Regions from separate parts of the Rattus norvegicus genome. Here region 2 is linked to region 1. The links are chromatin contacts, called in public Hi-C maps. All regions are on one chromosome and are shown on one strand. The core of a region is the stretch at or near the end of the contact, and the rest is flanking DNA. Distances in the headings are between cores, read along the strand shown. Region 1 has its middle 280 kb from the start of U2l1. Region 2 has its middle 130 kb from the start of U2l1.

Region 1 (4,738 bases), core at 967-3,466:
GCATGCAGGCAGGCATGGTACTGGAGGAGCTGAGAGTTCTATATCTTGATCCAACTGCATCCAGGAGAAATCTGTCTTCCAGGCAGTTGAGAGGATGGTCTCTAAGCCCTCTCTATACAGTGTCACTCTGCCTCCAACAAGGCCATGCCTACTTCAACAAGGCCACACCTCCTAGTAGTGCCACCCCGTGAACCACAGACATTCAAACCACCATGGGAAGGAGACCAGATCCAAGCAAACATTGCCAGTGACATCATCAAACAATTTTCAGGGAACTGGCCTCATAGATTCTTGTGAAAATGAACAGATGCATAACTAATTAAAGTAAGCATGAGAAAAGCATGTGGAGTCTGTACACACTCATGATCTATGAAAATGGACACTTGAGCAAATAATTTTGTAAGGAGAATTTATAGCTTATTGCTAGTGATAGATGCTCATGGATACTATATTGAAAAATACGATACACATGTCTCTTTAAGTCCATACTAACCAGAAAAGGATGGACAGAAATGTTCCCTCTCATGGGTGACATTTGACATTTCAGTAACTTAATATATGGATCATTCTACCCAAAGGGATGGAATGTCCACCAACTTCCGTGCTGTCAAGCTTGGACCTCGTCCCGATGGCCATTTTGTTTCAGGTGACTTTATGCCAACTTTTCCATGTTTTTTCTCTTGTTTTCATCCTGTTAGAATTCAGTTACTGAATTTTACATTAAAATAATGATTTTTTTTTGCTGGCATCGAACAGTGGCAGGCATAGCTGCCCGAATTCAGGGGGAAAATGCCTGTCATTTACCTCACATAACTTTATACATCTTGATTCAGACAATTAAAAATGTAAGACTTGAAGCCTGGAATCTCATTTCAGTAGAGTAGTTGTGCTCTTTGCGAATATAATTCAGACAGTGTGGTCTTCTTTGATCACTGACCAAACTCAGCAGATGTAACTGAGGCGCTAAAAACATTAGCGCTCCTGTATATGTCCTTGTATACAGAGGTATTAGCATGGGGTGGTTCACAGATACCACAGGTTAGTCTAGGAATACATTTATGTGCTTTGCTCCAGCACCTGTATCTACAGAAAAGCAGTTTTTCCGTCTTTGGGTCTTTCATACAAATGGATTGATTTTCTGCAGATGGCATGTTTCACACAAAGGATATAGCTCAGTTAAGAGGCTGGTTTCTTGGCACATAGCATGGATGCCCAGGACCCCATAAACCAGACCTGTTTCAGGACACTGCCTGGCGTCCCCAGACTCAGGAGGGTGTGAGTGCGCCGGAAGGCAGAGATTCAGGGTCATCTGCTTTAAACCAAGTCAATGCCAGTCCAGGAAACAGGAGATCCTGTCTCAAAGAAAGAAAAACACGTTCTCTATAATATTGTAAAATTTCATCGCAAAATCTTTAAAACTTCAGGGTAGAGGTGATTGCTTACCAGTGCTCAGCCTTGCCAGTCCCAGAGCTAGGCAGTAAATATTTGGTGAAAGGATGAGTGTCCTCCCGTTAGGCAATGAGGTTGCTTTAGCAATCGGATCCCTTAAATGGCATTATTTACTTGCTGAAAATGTGTTTTCTATATTGGCTAAGTTGTTTAATTTACATAGGCCTGCTGCCACACTGCCCTGTCACAGATCCACTGCAGAGCGTGCCCACAGCCTTTCTGACCTTCTCGCATCTAGAGATGTTGAGAAGCAAAGCCAGCTGTATCCATTTTGATTTCACAGCCCAGCCCAGCCCTGCCCCACCCCGCCCCTCTACCTCTAAATTGCAATTCTTTGATTTTCAATGCAGAGATGACATGCCCCAGCCTGGTCTGTGATTCCATAAATGCTTTAGCTTTAGGTTATAAACAGACTCAAGTGGAGTCTTGTCTGCCTGTTTACTGGACTGTTTTAGAGGCTGCTCAAATCCAAATGGCCAGGGGGAGGAGATGGAAACTTAATGTGTTTCAGGCTTCAGCGCCTGAAGGTAAGGGAGACACTGGGTTTCCCATTGCAGGTGAGCAGAAAAGACCTTTGAGCCTAAGCCATCCTGTTTTTCCCCAGTAAATATATATCATACTCAAATGACAGGTTTTCTGTCAAATACTGAATGAGACCCGCCTATCCAGGGAAGTTGAGCAATTCTTTGCTTGTTCAATACTTTAATCCTCAGCTCAGTTAAACAGAAGCTCCGGCACACAGGACAGAAAGTACAGCAAACATTGGGCATGCCAAACATGATGGGACTTTTTTGCTGGCATCACTCTGCCCTTCACCACTCCCCACTGGAAGAACGAGTTTTAAAGTTCTTTCTCTTGCCCAGGAAGCTGTTATTCTTATGGCAAAAGGCTGAGATCAATCACTATGCCAGATCCACGTCATTTGAAAGCATGACACAAGGGCAGGGATTAAGTTGAAATTTTAAGATGTAAAGTGTTATAATGTGAAGGAATTGGTACTTGTTGACTATATCCAAGGATGGTTGATGTACTTGGCATTTTCCAAACAATGTAATTCATTTATGATTACTTATGAATGGGAATCGGAAAGTTTTGAGTTGGGCTCTATGTTAGACACTGAAAGGAAAGAAAATGAATTGTCCTTAAGAAGTCTGCAAAGAGCTAGAGAGGCTCAGTGGGAAAGGTGCCTGCAGTGCCAGCATAGAGACCGAAGAAGAATCCGTATGAAGAACCCCAGAGTGGTGGTACAGGCTTGGCATTCCAATGCTGGGGAGGCAGAGACAGGTGGATGCCTGAGGCTCATAAGCTAGTCATCCTAACCTAGTCAGTGAGTCCCGGGTCAGTGAGAGACTGTCTCATAAAATGGACAGCTCCTGAGGTGTAATACCTGAGGCTGTTCTTTGTCTTTCACATGCACATACATCTGAACTCGAACAAATACAAACAGATGCACAACTCAACAGGTTCACATAGGTCAACATTGTACCCAGGAGAGCATCATGGAATGAACATACAATAAGTTTTTGTGTCATTGTATTATCACTGTGTCTCAGCAATGTCCCCTTATGTCCTCATTAGTTTTTGTTGTTGTTGTTGTTGTTGTTGTTGTTGTTGTTGTTTTGTTTTGTCACCTACACACAACCTGGATTCCCGAGGGAAGGGGGATTCTCAATTGAAATTTTGCCTTGATCAGATTGGCCTGTGAGCATGTCTGTGGTGGACATTGTCCCAGTGGATGATTTATATGGGAGGACCCAGCCTGTTATGAGGAGCACCATCTCTAAGCAACTGGTCCTGGGATGCATACAACAGCTAGTTGAGCCTGAGCCAGAGGGTGAAGCAACAGGCATTCGTTTGTTGTTTCTACTTCAGTTCCTGCCTTTACTACCCACAATGATAGACTGCCACTTAAAACTTTAAGATGAAATAAAGCCTCTCCTTTTGTGTTGGCTTTGGCTAGAGTGACTTATTGTAGAAACAGAATGAAAAAGTGATCCTGCCAGTAGGAAGCAGGAAAGGACATTAGACAAGAGTGTCAAGTACCAAGCACCCGTGGCATAAAAAAAATAGCCAATTCAATGATAGAAGTGCTGAGATTTTTCTTAGAAAAGCAGGACATGTTTGGCTGGAGAAGCATCCAATCCATGGTAGTGGAACCAGACCAACTCATCTGGCTCTGGTCTGTAGTACAACAGCTCCAGGCAGAGTTGCTGGGGAAGATTATGCAGCCAAAACGAGATAGATAGTAGTGTCAGCAATCAAGTGGAAATGGCCCACGGGAGCTGCAAGTGATCTTTAGAGTAACATGGCAGCCATGGTCACCCTGCAGAACAGCAGGCGTCCTAGTAGGTCTAGACATGGCTATGTCAGGTGGGACACTTGTGGTACATAGTTAAGCACAATTGGACATAACTGAAAGACAGGAAGCCTGAGGACCGGCTAGGAAGCTATTGTAGAATGCCAAGAGTAGGTGACAAGGACCTGAAACAAAGCAATATTGAAGAGGTCATGTTCAAAGATGCTTAGGAGACAAAAGGCATTATTTTTTGGTGGGCAATGAGTATGGAGAAGGGAAGAAGATGGAGAACATGCTTAAAGAGACCATCATCCGAGATGTGGGCTGTATATGGAGCCTGCAGCTGGCAAATTCTCATCCAGTAGCTAGGGCACGACTCAAGTAGTACAGAGTGAAAGCATCATCCTCGGTCAATATTCTTACCACCCCATTTGTGAGTTTATTCCTTCCATTGATACAACCTATGCTTTTTACTTCTCAAAGGAGAAATGCTCATACCAGTGACAGTTCAGGCCTCTGGTGAACTTGAAGCTATGGCTTCCAGTCATGTGTGGTCTTCACACAACTGGCTCTAGACCAAAAATTTGGGCCATCATGGCTCTAATCATACATAAAAGTGAAATGTGGTGCACTCTAAAAGAGACCCCATATCAAATCTGGTGGATGAAGACTTGGTGAGATTCAGAAGTGCAACAATGAAAGGCCAAGAATAGGGTTTTAAGTAAGCAGCACAATTTTCTTTTCAAAAGAAAGACAAACTGATGTCAGCAGGCTACATAGTTTTATTTTGATGTGTGAACATCCTCACACAATTGCTTTAGAGGATGTCTGTTGGGGAAAATGAAAATATATCTGTATTCAATTTAGCTATATTTTCTCAAATTACAATATTGTCCAACTTTTAACAAATAATAATGCTTATAATTGGATAAAAGAGAATTCATGATGGCATGCTTTCTACTACTTTTTTGACCCTTAGCAATTGGTTTTCTT
Region 2 (4,738 bases), core at 1,320-3,819, 410 kb after region 1:
AAAGGAAATAGAAGGGAAGCTGGAAGGAAATGGAAGGAAGGCAGGAAGGAAATGGAAGGGAAGCAGGAAGGAAATGGAAGGGAAGCAGGAAGGAAATGGAAGGAAGGCAGGAAGGAAATGGAAGGGAAGCAGGAAGGAAATGGAAGGAAGGCAGGAAGGAAATGAAAGGGAAGCAGGAAGGAGATGAAAGGGAAGCAGGAAGGAAATGGAAGGAAGGCAGGAAGGAAATGGAAGGGAAGCAGGAAGGAAATGGAAGGAAGGCAGGAAGGGAATGGAAGGGAAGCAGGAAGGAAATGGAAGGGAAGCAGGAAGGAGATGAAAGGGAAGCAGGAAGGAAATGGAAGGGAAGCAGGAAGGAAATGGAAGGGAAACAGGAAGGAAATGGAAGGAAGGCAGGAAGGAAATGGAAGGAAGGCAGGAAGGAAATGGAAGGAAGGCAGGAAGGAAATGGAAGGGAAGCAGGAAGGAAGTAGAAGGAAGGCAGGAAGGAAATGGAAGGGAAGCAGGAAGGAGATGAAAGGGAAGCAGAAAGGAAATGGAAGAGAAGCAGGAAGAAAATGGAAGGGAAACAGGAAGGAAATGGAAGGGAAGCAGGGAGGAAGTGGAAGGGATCTTTACACACGCATGTAATGGATGTGATTATGAATGACTTCCTGGGAGTGACAGCCATCTATAGAAAAAGTAAGCTTGCTTTCCTGTAAATAGCACTGTGTGATTCTCGGAGGATAAGGAAGGCAGCTTCCTGCAAACTATTGATTCCAACTGCAGAGGTGTAGCAGTGTGGACAAAACAGCCTCTTGCATTTTTCTCATCTCTCTACTTTACATCCAACTCACTGCCCCCCTCCCAGTTACCCCCTCCCACAATCCTCCCCCATTTCTCCTTTACCTCTGAGTGGGTAGGGGCCCCTCGTGAGTACACTCCCCACCCTGGGACCTTAAATCTCTTCTATGCTAGTGGCTTCCCCTCCCACCAAGACCAGACACAGCAGCCCAGCTAGAGGAACATATCCCGCCTAGCAACAGCTTCTGGCATAGGGCCTCCAATCCCTCTTGTCCAGTAGTTCAGAGCCCACATCAAGGCCAACCTGCACACCTGCTACGTATGTGCAGGGAAGCCTAGGTCCAGCCTGTGTATGTCCTTTGGTTGGTGGTTCAGACTCTGAGAGCTCCAAAGTTTAGTTGACTCTGTTGGTCTTCCTGTGGAGTTCCTATCCCCTTCCGGCCCACAATCCTCCTATTCTTCCATAAGAGTCCCCAAGCTCCACGTTCTGTTTGGCTGTCCGTGTCTGTATCTGTCTGAATCAGCTGCTGGGTGGAGCCTCTCAAGGGCAATACACTCCTGTCTGCAAGCATAGCAGAGGATCTTTAATAGTGTTAGGGATTGGCGCTTGCCCGGGGGAAGGGTCTGGCATCGGGGCAGCTTCAAGGCCTGGAGCTGAGCAAGTATAGAACATGACCAATGCGGTATACATACGGTGGCCAAACGCTCTTCCACTGCCGCCACCTCACGCTATTTCTGTTAAAGCTCCTGGGCTCCCTACCACAATTATACCTACCTGCCCAACGATCAATTCCTCTAGCTGCTGTTAGGACAACCCGATTAAGCAAACTTCATAAAAGTCACAACAGTGCTTAAGGGAATAGACGTTGTTTGGAGCTATCGAATGCTGACTGCGTGCATGCACACAATCACACCGTCTTCTGGGAGTACAGTTGTTGAGAAATATAATTAATAAGTAAATTTTATTCTTTGTCTTTTAGTTCCTTATAAATGTGTACAAAGCATTATAATTGAGCGTAATAGGAAACAGAAAAGTGCACTGCTCTTTCAGTTTTGCTAGATGAATATGAATGGAAAAACCAGCTTCCAATATGTGCTTTGGAATAATCTTTCACAGATAAATATATTATGCTTTTTCCCAAACAGAAAATATTTGGGTATCGTGGGTTTAACACACCCAATTAGACTATAAACTTTTGTTCCTATTTTACCCAGAAGCTTGGCTTTTTTAGATGCCACACCAGGAGTAAAGGTTTGTTAGGTTTCGTTTATGAATCCTGTATCGTGAAATCTATGCTCAAGAGGAAAACGTGTGCTGAACAGATAGTTTTCTCTGTGGTTAATATGTAAACCATGTATGATCTGAATTCTTTTGCCAAAACACGTCTGGACTGGGTACATTACACGGGTTGCTCGCATAAAAATGTTGGAGACTATAAGGCATCAGTGACACCATTTTATTGTCGTTATTGTAATCTAGTTTAAAATCGCGATGTGGTTTAGGAGAGCCTGTCTTAAGTCACAATTCCAAGTTCCTGTACGAACATTTGTCTTCTGTGGCACTAAATTCCCTGTATAGTAAATCTTGTTTTCAGTTGCTTTGTCCCATAGTGTTGATCAAAAGCCATGCTTAAGGATTTCAAATAGCGACAGCGCCCCCCATCCCTCCTCTTTGGTCTAAAGGTACCCATCACATCCTATTTCTTTCCTTAAAGATTACAGAGAAGCCCACGCAGTAGAGATTCGTCTACTGTGCAACAGCGACCCCTGGCGGTCCGATGCTTTCAAGGCGGCCAGCACCCAGAACTGTCTCCCATCAAGTCCCTCTTTGTTTTCCTAATCTAGAGAGCTATCAGTACACGGACCAGGAACTGTCTTTGAGAATGTGGGCTGTGTTTGATATCCAGAATCTACAGCTCAAAGTTTCACTACTCACTGTGCACAAATCATAGGTCTTTGTTTTCTCTTTGTGACATTTAATAAGAAGAGGTTTTTTCCCCTTTCTTCTTGCCAACGAATCGTAACAGCAAACGAGCACGTTAGTCAAAAGTCTTTGATGACTTTTTGTTTGGGACGAGAAAATGCCTGAAAAGTAAGTAAAAGTCTCGGGGACGTCGGGAAAGGAAAAGAATAATGCTTGTAGCACGAACACCCGCATGATTCATCGGTAAAAGCTAAGCGCTGGTTTCATTTCTTTTGTAGATTTCCCCTGCTCCCCCTCACTCCACCCCCCTCTTTGTTCCGCTTCAAACCTTTCAGAGGGCTAAAATGCATTATTACCTTGTTAAATCTCTACCCAAATCATTTCTACAGCCCGAAGCTGTTTTGACATGGGTTGAGCATCTCACACACACAAAAGAATTGCTTTTGTTCCCAGAAGCTCTCATTGGCTGAACGGCCGCCCTTACGGACCAATCAGAATCTAGTTGTCAGGCTTGGCAGGCTATTTTTAACCCAACACACAAAAACACTGGGTCTTGGAGGCAGTCCGCTGTAGAATGAAAGTCTCCATAGTAAAAGGCAACAGCTGAATGTGTTTTGGATGTCACGGCGTGTTTGACATTTTCTCTTTAATTCCGTATACACTGTTACATTAGCATGTGCTTTTTGTAAACAACTAAGTCAGAAATGGACCTGCGCCTCCTCTCCTCTCCCCTCCTCCCCCGGCTCTGAATTACCCTTTTAGGAAAGGAAAGCCTAAAATATATTGTATTCAGGCTTGATCCAAAAACAATTCACGATGTGTGGAGATAACTCTCTCTCTCTCTCTCTCTCTCTCTCTCTCTCTCTCTCTCTCTCTCTCTCTCTCTCTCTCTCTCTCTCTCTCTCTCTCTCTCTCTCTCTCTCTCTCTCTCTCTCTCACACACACACACACACACACACACACACACACGAGTTTTTCAATAGGAGTACCTTTTTATTTAACAAGGGATTTTTGTAGATTTTTTCATCTTGGGTGGACTAAATTTTCAGCAGTGTCTGGATTAGAGTTACAGTGATATCCATCTTTCCCCCTTACTTTTTAAATATATATAATTAATACAATATGCATATACATTATGTGGGGCAACTAAAAATATAAATATTCAGTGCGGGGTATTTTTGTTTGGGGCACTTAGTTAAAGCATTGTTTGTAGCATATTCAACCTATTGTTCAGTGGAGGGTATTTTTTAACCTCCCTAAATACACTTTAAGGGACAAGATATTAAAGCACATAATTTGAAAAATTACCTAACATATCCAGGAAATCAAAGTTGCCAAGTGGGAAAAAGCCAAGCTGTAAAGTTTGATTTTCCCCTAAGCCAACCATTTAGTAGGCCAGAAAGGGAGGAAAAAGCTAAGTTGATCCCAACATGTATATCACAAAGCAATTATATTGGCAGAAAGGGAAACTCTTTCCTGCAAAGGAAAGGGGAGGAGGGGTGGCCTAAAAAAAAAAAAAAGAGGGTTAGAATCTTCTCTAGTTCTTAAAAGAGATTTTGGATTGTAGGTTTGACCAGTATTTAATTACCCACGCTTGGGGAGATGACTTTATCTGGTGTTCTTTGTCAATCTCCAGAGACAGACCCAAGCCGTGGAAGGAGGTATCATTTGACCATGGTGACAAGCAACTGTAGAAATCTCACAAAGGCTCCTGGGAGAAATGGCTCTGGTCCTACTCAAAGATGCAGGCATGCTTTGCTGAGAGAGGTTTCCCTAACAAAAGTGGCCAAGGATAGGGAAATCTTTACACAAAAATTCTGGCAGACCCAAGGAGAACAGTCAGATTTAGAGAACGCGTATACTTTGCCATACAAAGTAATGTAGATTTCACTACTGAGGGGAAATGTCCCCTGCATTTCTGAAGGTGAATTTGAACTACAATGACAATGCACTGGAAAAGGAGGTCACTCTTCCCAACATCGATTTGAGGCGCACCTAGACAGCTTTCTAACTCCTACATAATAGCTCCCC

The links. Hi-C and Micro-C count contacts between places; a contact is called where the count stands out from the background.
Region 2: a contact with region 1 is called in a Hi-C map of liver, with 6 times the contacts expected there. The contact joins two enhancer-like sites. A contact is called at or near these places in 4 of 12 Hi-C or Micro-C datasets (hepatocytes, kidney and liver) and 1 of 1 datasets of contacts at active chromatin or transcription factors (oligodendrocytes).

Annotation. Positions count from the first base shown.
Region 1 is chr7:33,553,470-33,558,207 of GRCr8, forward strand. No RefSeq gene overlaps it. Among named protein-coding and RNA genes, the nearest start is that of U2l1, 280 kb to the right of the region's middle. Within about 2 kb of position 2,217, at least 4 of the 93 cell types and tissues checked have an H3K27ac peak or open chromatin away from gene starts, as enhancers often do. A contact at or near this core is called in liver, where this site is marked.
Region 2 is chr7:33,963,757-33,968,494 of GRCr8, forward strand. No RefSeq gene overlaps it. Among named protein-coding and RNA genes, the nearest start is that of U2l1, 130 kb to the left of the region's middle. Within about 2 kb of position 2,570, at least 79 of the 93 cell types and tissues checked have an H3K27ac peak or open chromatin away from gene starts, as enhancers often do. A contact at or near this core is called in liver, where this site is marked.